Linked DNA regions of Zea mays: region 1 is linked to region 2. Evidence: chromatin contacts called from public Hi-C data. All regions are on one chromosome and are shown on one strand. The core of a region is the stretch at or near the end of the contact, and the rest is flanking DNA. Distances in the headings are between cores, read along the strand shown. Region 1 holds the start of LOC100281700 (aldehyde dehydrogenase, dimeric NADP-preferring). Region 2 holds the start of LOC100384376.

Region 1 (3,970 bases), core at 1,409-3,908, 280 kb before region 2:
CATTTACATGGAGATCAACATTTGAATCCACGATAACAGGGGATTTCCCACCAAGCTCCAGAGCTACCGGGGTCAGATGCTTTGCGGCTGCTGCCATCACTATACGTCCTACAGTTCCATTACCTGGAAATTCATCGAAACACATACATGTCAGAATCTCACGAACAACGTACAGCTCAGTATCAAGGACTTATGGATTATATTAGAAGAATTTCTGTTTTCGTAACTGTGTGATGGCTAATGCCTTATGCCTGTACTGCTGTACAAATGAGAAGTGCATGTGCCGTAGCATGCTGAGTCTGCGACGATCTTTACTCAATCAAGTATCTAAGAAACTAAAAGAATCACTGAGCCATGAAAAAAACCATAGGTTTCAAGAACTTGACCTGTGTAGAAGATCTTATCCCATCTCTGTTCCAAGAGTGCGGTTGTTTCTGGAACGCTTCCCTCCACAACTTTAATACAGGAGTTGTCAACATACTCGGGTAGCAGCTTTGCTAACAGTGACGAGGTAGCTGGCGCTATTTCTGATGGCTTCAGAACAACAGCATTTCCAGCAGCGATTGCTCCAATGACTGGGTCGATAGAGAGTACTACAGTGGACAAGTACAGGTAATTAGTACCCTCTCTTTTTTCTTCTTCTTTTGACTCGTCGAGGAAAAGTCTATCAGGCCAAAGCATCGATTGTTCTTTTGAACACGAGCTATGAATGAATGTTCAGATGTTGACTTGAAGCCAATTATGACTTGTGACGTGCCTGAAAAAGACTGGTGCATCGCGTACAGCTTGCTTTGTGGAGAAGTAAAGATAGTGAGATATGACAACAATATAGCACACCCTCAACCTCAAGCATGGGGCACGAAAGCATACGAAATTAATGGCAGGATCTTCTAGGCTCCAACTCCATCACGCAACAACAAACTGTTTAACAACTACCTTACTCAACAGATTTTGCAAGTGTTTTTAGGAGAGCCATCTGTTGAACAGATTCTGTTCCTATTTTTCGAATTAAAAACCAGAGATAGTCCAGCCTAGCAAGCTAGAAGAAGAAGAAAAAAAAATTGTACAGTTTAGAATGAACTTACTGAAAGGGTAGTTCCAGGCTGAGATGATGAGCACGACGCCGAGGGGCTCCGGCACGATTTGGGCGGAGGACGGGAATGTAGTTATGGCCGCAGGTACCTGAGCACGAATCCCAAAAGGTTAGCACCGGGCCAGATAAACAGTGGCAGCAGGAGGAGAAACAAATTTATCTCTCCTGGAAGCTCCAGTTGCAGAGGTGGATAATAAATAAAATACCTTCTCGGGCTTCATCCAGTTCTTGAGCCCCTTGAGCGCAAACTTGCACGACGACTTTGTAAGTGATATCTGAGGCACCAACACAACACAGGAGAAGCAGCACGCGGTCCTCAGTTGCTCGTACCAGACAAGGATGAAATTAATCTTGATGTGACTACTGAGAACTAAACAATCTTGCCACTGCATGGTACAAGATTTGACAAATGCTGCTAGCAAGTAAACATGTGTGTTTTGTACTAGTGCTAGCTGAATTGAAGTACGTATATAGCGAGCAAAGTGTGGTAAATTTTGCGGAAGCGGAAGACCGGGGAGACCGTGGAAGCAAACACCACCAAGAAACCAATTTACACGCAACGCTACCCTTTGCAGAGTCCCCACAGCAGCTGGCCAGTTGAGTTGAGGGCGTGTTCATAAGAAACTGACTACCCAGCTTTTCCCAATTCACAACAGCAGCCCTGCCCCCTTGTCAGAAGAACAGGGCCAGGGCACGTTGGCTCCTTGCCCATGGACGAGGGGAAGGAATCACGTCGGAATTCCCCCCCATGGAACTCGTCACAGGAACATGGGCATCAGCGGTTCCGCGAGAGCGCGTGCGAGTCCAACAAACATTAAAACCCGAGGAATCGGAAAGTACAACTAGCAAGTAGTACAGTAATAACTCACCTCGTGGAGGAAGGACTCCATATGCGGCTTGGCGAGGTCCTCGTGGAGCGCGGCGCTGATCTCGGCTTCCTTCTCGTCGATCATCCGGATGAGCCCCTTGAGCTGCGCCGCCCGCCACTCGGCCGGGCGCGTCTGCCCCGCCGCGAAGCTCGCGCGCAGCTCCCGCACCGTCTCCTCCGCCATCCCCGCCTTCCTTCCTTCCTTCCTTCCTGCCTTCCTCCGGGTCCCGGTAACAGGAGAGCACAGCAACAACAAGAGAAGCGGACGCGAAAGGGGAGTCCGGTGGCGGTAGGAGCGAGGCCTGCGGCGGCGGCGGCCGTGTGTATGTATATACACACGCACACGTTCACCGGATTGCCCTAGGAATTGGATTGGACTGTTTGTTTGGGTTGAAAAGTTCTCTCTCGCTTGCGGGGCCGCGAGCAATCACTTGTTGATGTCGGACCTTGTTGGAGAAGATAAATTGCCAGGAAGTAGTACTCAAGGAGGGAGAAGAACCGGCAGAAGAGGTTCAATTATTAAAAATAGAAATGAAAAACTAATAATCTTTTTCAGCGGGAGCGGTGGCAGCACTAGCAGGGAGAAGGGCATGTCGTGACGTGCGGCGGGCGATGGGGTCTGTTTGGACTTGGGAGATTCCTTTTGATATTTTCCTTCCCCCTTCCTCGCCATCGCCCATCGGTCTGAGTGGACTGCTAGTACAATTCTAGAATGGCGAAGGCGACGGACGCCTTTCGTCGGAAGGGAAACGAAGGACGCAGGGGATGACGTGGGTTTCCTCACCGCCTGTGAAAACATCGTCACCTTTCACTGTCACCTCTCTCTCGGTTTCGATGGCGTTTCAGATTTATCTTGTCCGTAACAGCAATACACAAGGTACTCACTCATTCTAGAATAAGTATATGATTATTACAGGATGCGTGCTGTTTAATTTTTTAACTTTGACTAATTTTTTAAATAATACATTTATACCTCTAAATAAATTTATTATAGAAAATAATGGTTGATCTAATAATATATTAGTTATATACTATAAATAAATAAAACTTAATAATATTTGCCTAGAATGACTTTTTTTATATAGAGGGAGTAGGATAAAACATGGTTGAATAGCGAGTGTGTGGATGTGGATTAAACAAGTCGGTTGTGGGGCCTGCCGCCTACGTAATGGTGACAGTAGCGTTCATGTTATGGCCCTGTTTGGCACAGTTTATTTTCAGCTTCTTCACAAATTTAAGCAGAACTTCTCTCAAACAGCTAGCTTCTGCAGCAGCTTATGTTGTCATACGTGTGGCTTATGTGCAGCATGTGACCCGGTAAAACGACACACGCGAAACAAGATATCAGATATGTACTCCTGTTAGCCTAAATTATACTCAATGCAATCTTTTTTATTTATCCTGGTTTAGTTCAAAACTGAACTAGCGGATGATAAATATTCGAAAATAGAAATAAACTAGCTTATTGAAGCTTTGATTAACGGCTCTAGAACCGCTAAACCTACATTACACGCAATAGTACCCAGAATTACTACCAGAAAAATATATAAAAGATCGTTGGGCCACACGGGTTCCCCATAATAATTATGTCCCATCCCTTTAGCTAATTTTGCTCTTAATACAGGATCATTTAAGTCAGGTTTCTTTGTTATTGGGATAGGTGAATTATTTAGGATCCATCCCCCAAAGGAACCGGACATGAGAATTTTTCATCATCCGGCTCGAGCAAGAACGAAAGAAATAAGACCGTGGAGGATCCATAATAGAATAGGGGTATATAATGACTCAATGACTCAAGGTAAGAAAAACTTTATCAAATTATCTTTTCCGAAGTTGCGCCTATAACTACTCATTGAAAAGAATCCTATTCTTATCCTTAAATGCTCAATATCCAAGTGGGCTTACAAATTTGATCATGATCAATTGCTTTGTGGATTGTCTCTTGATTAGTTGTTGTTTATCCCCTTGATATCGCAAGTTTCTTATGTCCAAACAAAGTATTTACTTGT
Region 2 (3,938 bases), core at 905-3,404:
CGCGCCATGTCACACGGGCCGGCGGGTCGCGCGGTCCGCGACGCCGTGCCGGGATACCTGTTGCGCGCGCGCGCACGCACGCACGGAGAGACCGGAGACGCGGCAGGGAGGGAGACACCCTCCAGCCGCGTCCGCGCCGCCGCGCGCCGCACCCAGCTCCCGTCGTTTTGGCGAGGACCACGCCATGCAGATGCAGGATGCAGCGCACGGAAGCCCGCGGATATTCGCGCTGCTGCAGTCCTCGTCCTCGTAAGCGGCATGCATGTGGATCGGTCGAGCTAGCTACCTGCTGCGTGCAGGTTGCAGGCTTTGTTTTGTGTCGCCGCGCCATGTTCGTCTGCAAAAGGCTGATCTCCCTCAGATTAGAAAACAAACATACGGGCATCCAACTGCCAGCGCGATTGCGCCATACCAACCAGAATCGTAAATGTCAAGAGGGCCTGTTAATTTTTTAATTGAGGGCTTGTTCGGTTACACCAATCCAGAAGGGGATTGGAAGGGTTTAAATCCCCTCCTAGTCATTTTTGACTTGGAGGGGATTTAATCCCCTCCAATCCCCTTCTGGATTGGTGTAACCGAACATGCCCTGAAGGGGGGTAAAAGTACAGCCAAATTTTAGTTGGGGTCAGGTCTAGTTTGTCACTGTTGTTTACGTATTTCCTCTATCTAGCGAGATGTTACTATGTGGGAGCGGTGTTAGGCTTGAGTGGTTTCTCAATACCTTCTGTGGTGTAATAGAATCATTGTTAGACGAGAAGCGGGGAAGGCTTCGTACTTTGCATCTGACGCACATCGCACGTGCGCAGGAAAGTGGTGCTTTAAAAGAGTAGATATTGTATAAGCAGGAAGCACTTTCTCTATTAGGTATTATAATAATTTATAATATTTCTATACATTTAGGTTTTGTTATACACTTAGATATACAATATATTTAGATGTATAATAAAAATATATATCTAACAAAGTAAAATGTCTTATATTTAGGTGTTACAAATCGTTACAAACTAAGGGTCTGTTTGGTTTTTTTAGTCCAGCGACTAAAGTTTAGTTACAGGACTAAAATTTAGTGTCTACCATGTTTAGTTCTAAGGACTAAAAGCTTTTAGAACGCATTAAATAAGTCCCAAGTAGATCAAAATACCCTTTAGTGTTCTCAGCGTCATTAGTGTAACGGAAATAAACGAGGGACAAAAGATAAAATTACTATGATTTATTTCCTTTATTCACCTTCTAAGGAACTAGAGACTAAAACAGTTTAATCCCTATTTTAGTCCCACCGTTTAGTAATTTACTAACTAAATGAGACTAAAATAGAGGGACTAATCTTTAGTCCCTCCAACCAAATGGCCTAGGACTCCCCTACGATCCTACAAACTAGGACTCAGCCCACCCACAAAAAAACATCTGAGATATATTATGTTAAATTCTTTTTAAAAATCAGGAAAATCAGTGTGTAGCTACAAAATTGACGCTTGGGAAGAGCGCCATTTAAAACAGACCAACGGATTCGTTGCATGTACCGCCGTAAAGCTGACCGAAATATGCCTGGTAATCATCAAAGTTTAAGCCAGGGGAATCGCGGCAGAATCGACCGTGGTTACCTCAGCAGGTGTTATTTTACTCGCTGGACACAGGGGCTCGACGAAGTGGACGATGGGAATCTCCACTGCCAAAACGACAATTGTTTTTAATTAAAATATCTTACAGAAAAAAAAAACCACGGCCGGGATCCACGCGGGCCCACAGCACACACACCCATGACAACGAAACGGCCCCACCAGGCAGGCACCCCACAGAGAGAGGCCAGCCCCGGGCGGCGCCAAAACAGCTGACGGAAGGGATGACAAAATCCCGTCCACTGGACCCTTCGCCCTCGCATCCCACCGTCCACTCGTACCGCTCCCCCGCTCCGATGCGCCACACGCATCCGCTCCGGCTTGGGTCTTGCCGTCTTGAGGTCAACCTGCCTGCTCACCCGCGAGTAGGGCCCGGGCGCCCCGCCCACACCCCGCTCCCCAAGTTGCACGTGCGTCACATCGAGGCCGCCCCGTCCATCCGTCGACACGTGTCGGAGCACCCTTCTATAAGTAACCCCGGGTACAGCTGCGCGATGTTCCATTCCAAAAGCTCTCGAGACTTCCTCAGCAATCAATCAGCTTTCCAGCGATCGGCAGCTCCTCGATCGTTTCGAAGCTCCAATCCGCCCGGCCGCCTCCGCCTGTTGCCACTAGCTAGGTGATCGATCGAATGGACTGCGGTGGCGCGCTGCAGCTCCCGCCTGGGTTCCGCTTCCACCCCACCGATGACGAGCTGGTGATGTACTATCTCCTCCGCAAGTGCGGCGGCCTGCCGCTCGCCGCGCCGGTCATCGCCGAGGTGGATCTCTACAAGTTCGACCCATGGCAGCTCCCAGGTACGTCGAACAATCGGATCATCGTCAGCGAGTGTTAGTTATCCGAGCTAGCTAGGTGACGACCCCGCGCTGACCTCATCAGCTGGCATGGTGATCGGTGGTTGCAGAGAAGGCGTTCGGTGGGGAGAAGGAGTGGTACTTCTTCTCGCCGCGCGACCGCAAGTACCCGAATGGCTCCAGGCCTAACCGGGCGGCCGGGACAGGGTACTGGAAGGCCACCGGCGCCGACAAGCCGGTAGGGTCGCCGCGCCCCGTGGCCATCAAGAAGGCGCTCGTCTTCTACGCCGGGAAGCCGCCCAAGGGCGTCAAGACCAACTGGATCATGCACGAGTACCGCCTCGCGGACGTCGACCGCTCGGCCGCCGCACGCAAGAAGACCAACAACGCGCTCAGGGTAATTCACTACACCATGACCTTTCTCAGGAGAACATATTTATCTCCCCGAAATACTGACACTTGCAGTTAGAGGGAAAAAATATAGAGAGAAGTAAAAAAAAAAAGATTGATGTTTGATTTTACCAATGCTGCAACAAGAAACAGTGGATCGAATCGAAATGTGTTGTTAGGCTTGCAACTATATATGCAGATTCTTAGTTAAGAGGAATTGAAAAAGGTAGGCGTGCAAATTGTCCATTTGCAGCAAGCTCGATCGAGTTGTCCCTTTCGTGACAGCGCGCGGCTACTTGGGCAGGATAGGCTCTAGAGACATGTAAAGCGCGGGCGGCGTGGCGTCACGGCTCACGCACGCCGCGATAGAGACAAGCGCGGCAACCATGGTCCATGGCCGGCGCAGAGCCGCCGCCTGATCTTATCGCCCGCGCACAAATTACCACATGCGCGGCGCGCACCGGATCCGACGTCACGTCGACCTCATCTCCAAGCCTCTTCCAAACACTCCAATGCGTAGTAAAAAAAACCCAATCAGCTTAGTCTGACTTTTCACTGGGATTTCGCGTGGATTGGCGGCGCTTAACCATGAAGTGTCTACTGTCTTGCAGCTGGATGACTGGGTGCTGTGCCGGATCTACAACAAGAAGGGTGTTATCGAGCGGTACGACACAGTGGACGACGACGACGGCGACGGCGCCGTGGCCGAAGACGTCAAGCCGGTGCCGGCGCCGGCGGCGTCGAAGAACCCGCGTGCCAGTGCCCGCGTAGGGGCAGCAGCGGCGGCGCCGATGAAGGTGGAGCTCCCCGAGTACGGCGGCGGCTACTACGACTACGACGACCTGGAGACGCCGTCGGCGGGGATGCTGTGCTTCGACCGCCCGTCGGCCCCGGCGCCCGCGGACCGCGACTCAAACAACTCCGTGCCGTGGACGACGCACCACACGCACACGGACAACTCCAGCAGCGGCTCCGAGCGCGTGCTCTCGCCGTCGCCGGACCTGCCCGACCGCGACCACGCCGAGAGCCAGCCCGCCGCCGCCGCCGCCGCCGCCGGGTGGTGGCCTGTCGGAGGCGACTGGGGCAGCGCCGCCGAGGACGGGTTCATGGTCGACGTCGACGTCGACGACGGGAGCTC

Evidence for each region. Hi-C and Micro-C count contacts between places; a contact is called where the count stands out from the background.
Region 1: a Hi-C map of bundle sheath shows a contact between it and region 2, with 4 times the contacts expected there. The contact joins the promoter of LOC100281700 here to the promoter of LOC100384376 in region 2. A contact is called at or near these places in 8 of 25 Hi-C or Micro-C datasets (bundle sheath, ear, endosperm and 3 more) and 2 of 3 datasets of contacts at active chromatin or transcription factors (leaf and seedling).

What each region holds. Positions count from the first base shown.
Region 1 is chr4:214,603,312-214,607,281 of Zm-B73-REFERENCE-NAM-5.0, reverse strand. LOC100281700 (aldehyde dehydrogenase, dimeric NADP-preferring) reads right to left here and starts at 2,658. Exons shown (of 10, transcript NM_001368082.1): 1 at 1,963-2,658; 2 at 1,300-1,368; 3 at 1,086-1,182; 4 at 387-593; 5 at 8-123. The coding sequence starts at 2,145.
Region 2 is chr4:214,323,976-214,327,913 of Zm-B73-REFERENCE-NAM-5.0, reverse strand. It overlaps LOC100384376, which reads left to right and starts at 2,154. Exons shown (of 3, transcript NM_001322063.1): 1 at 2,154-2,413; 2 at 2,521-2,807; 3 at 3,412-3,938. The coding sequence starts at 2,248.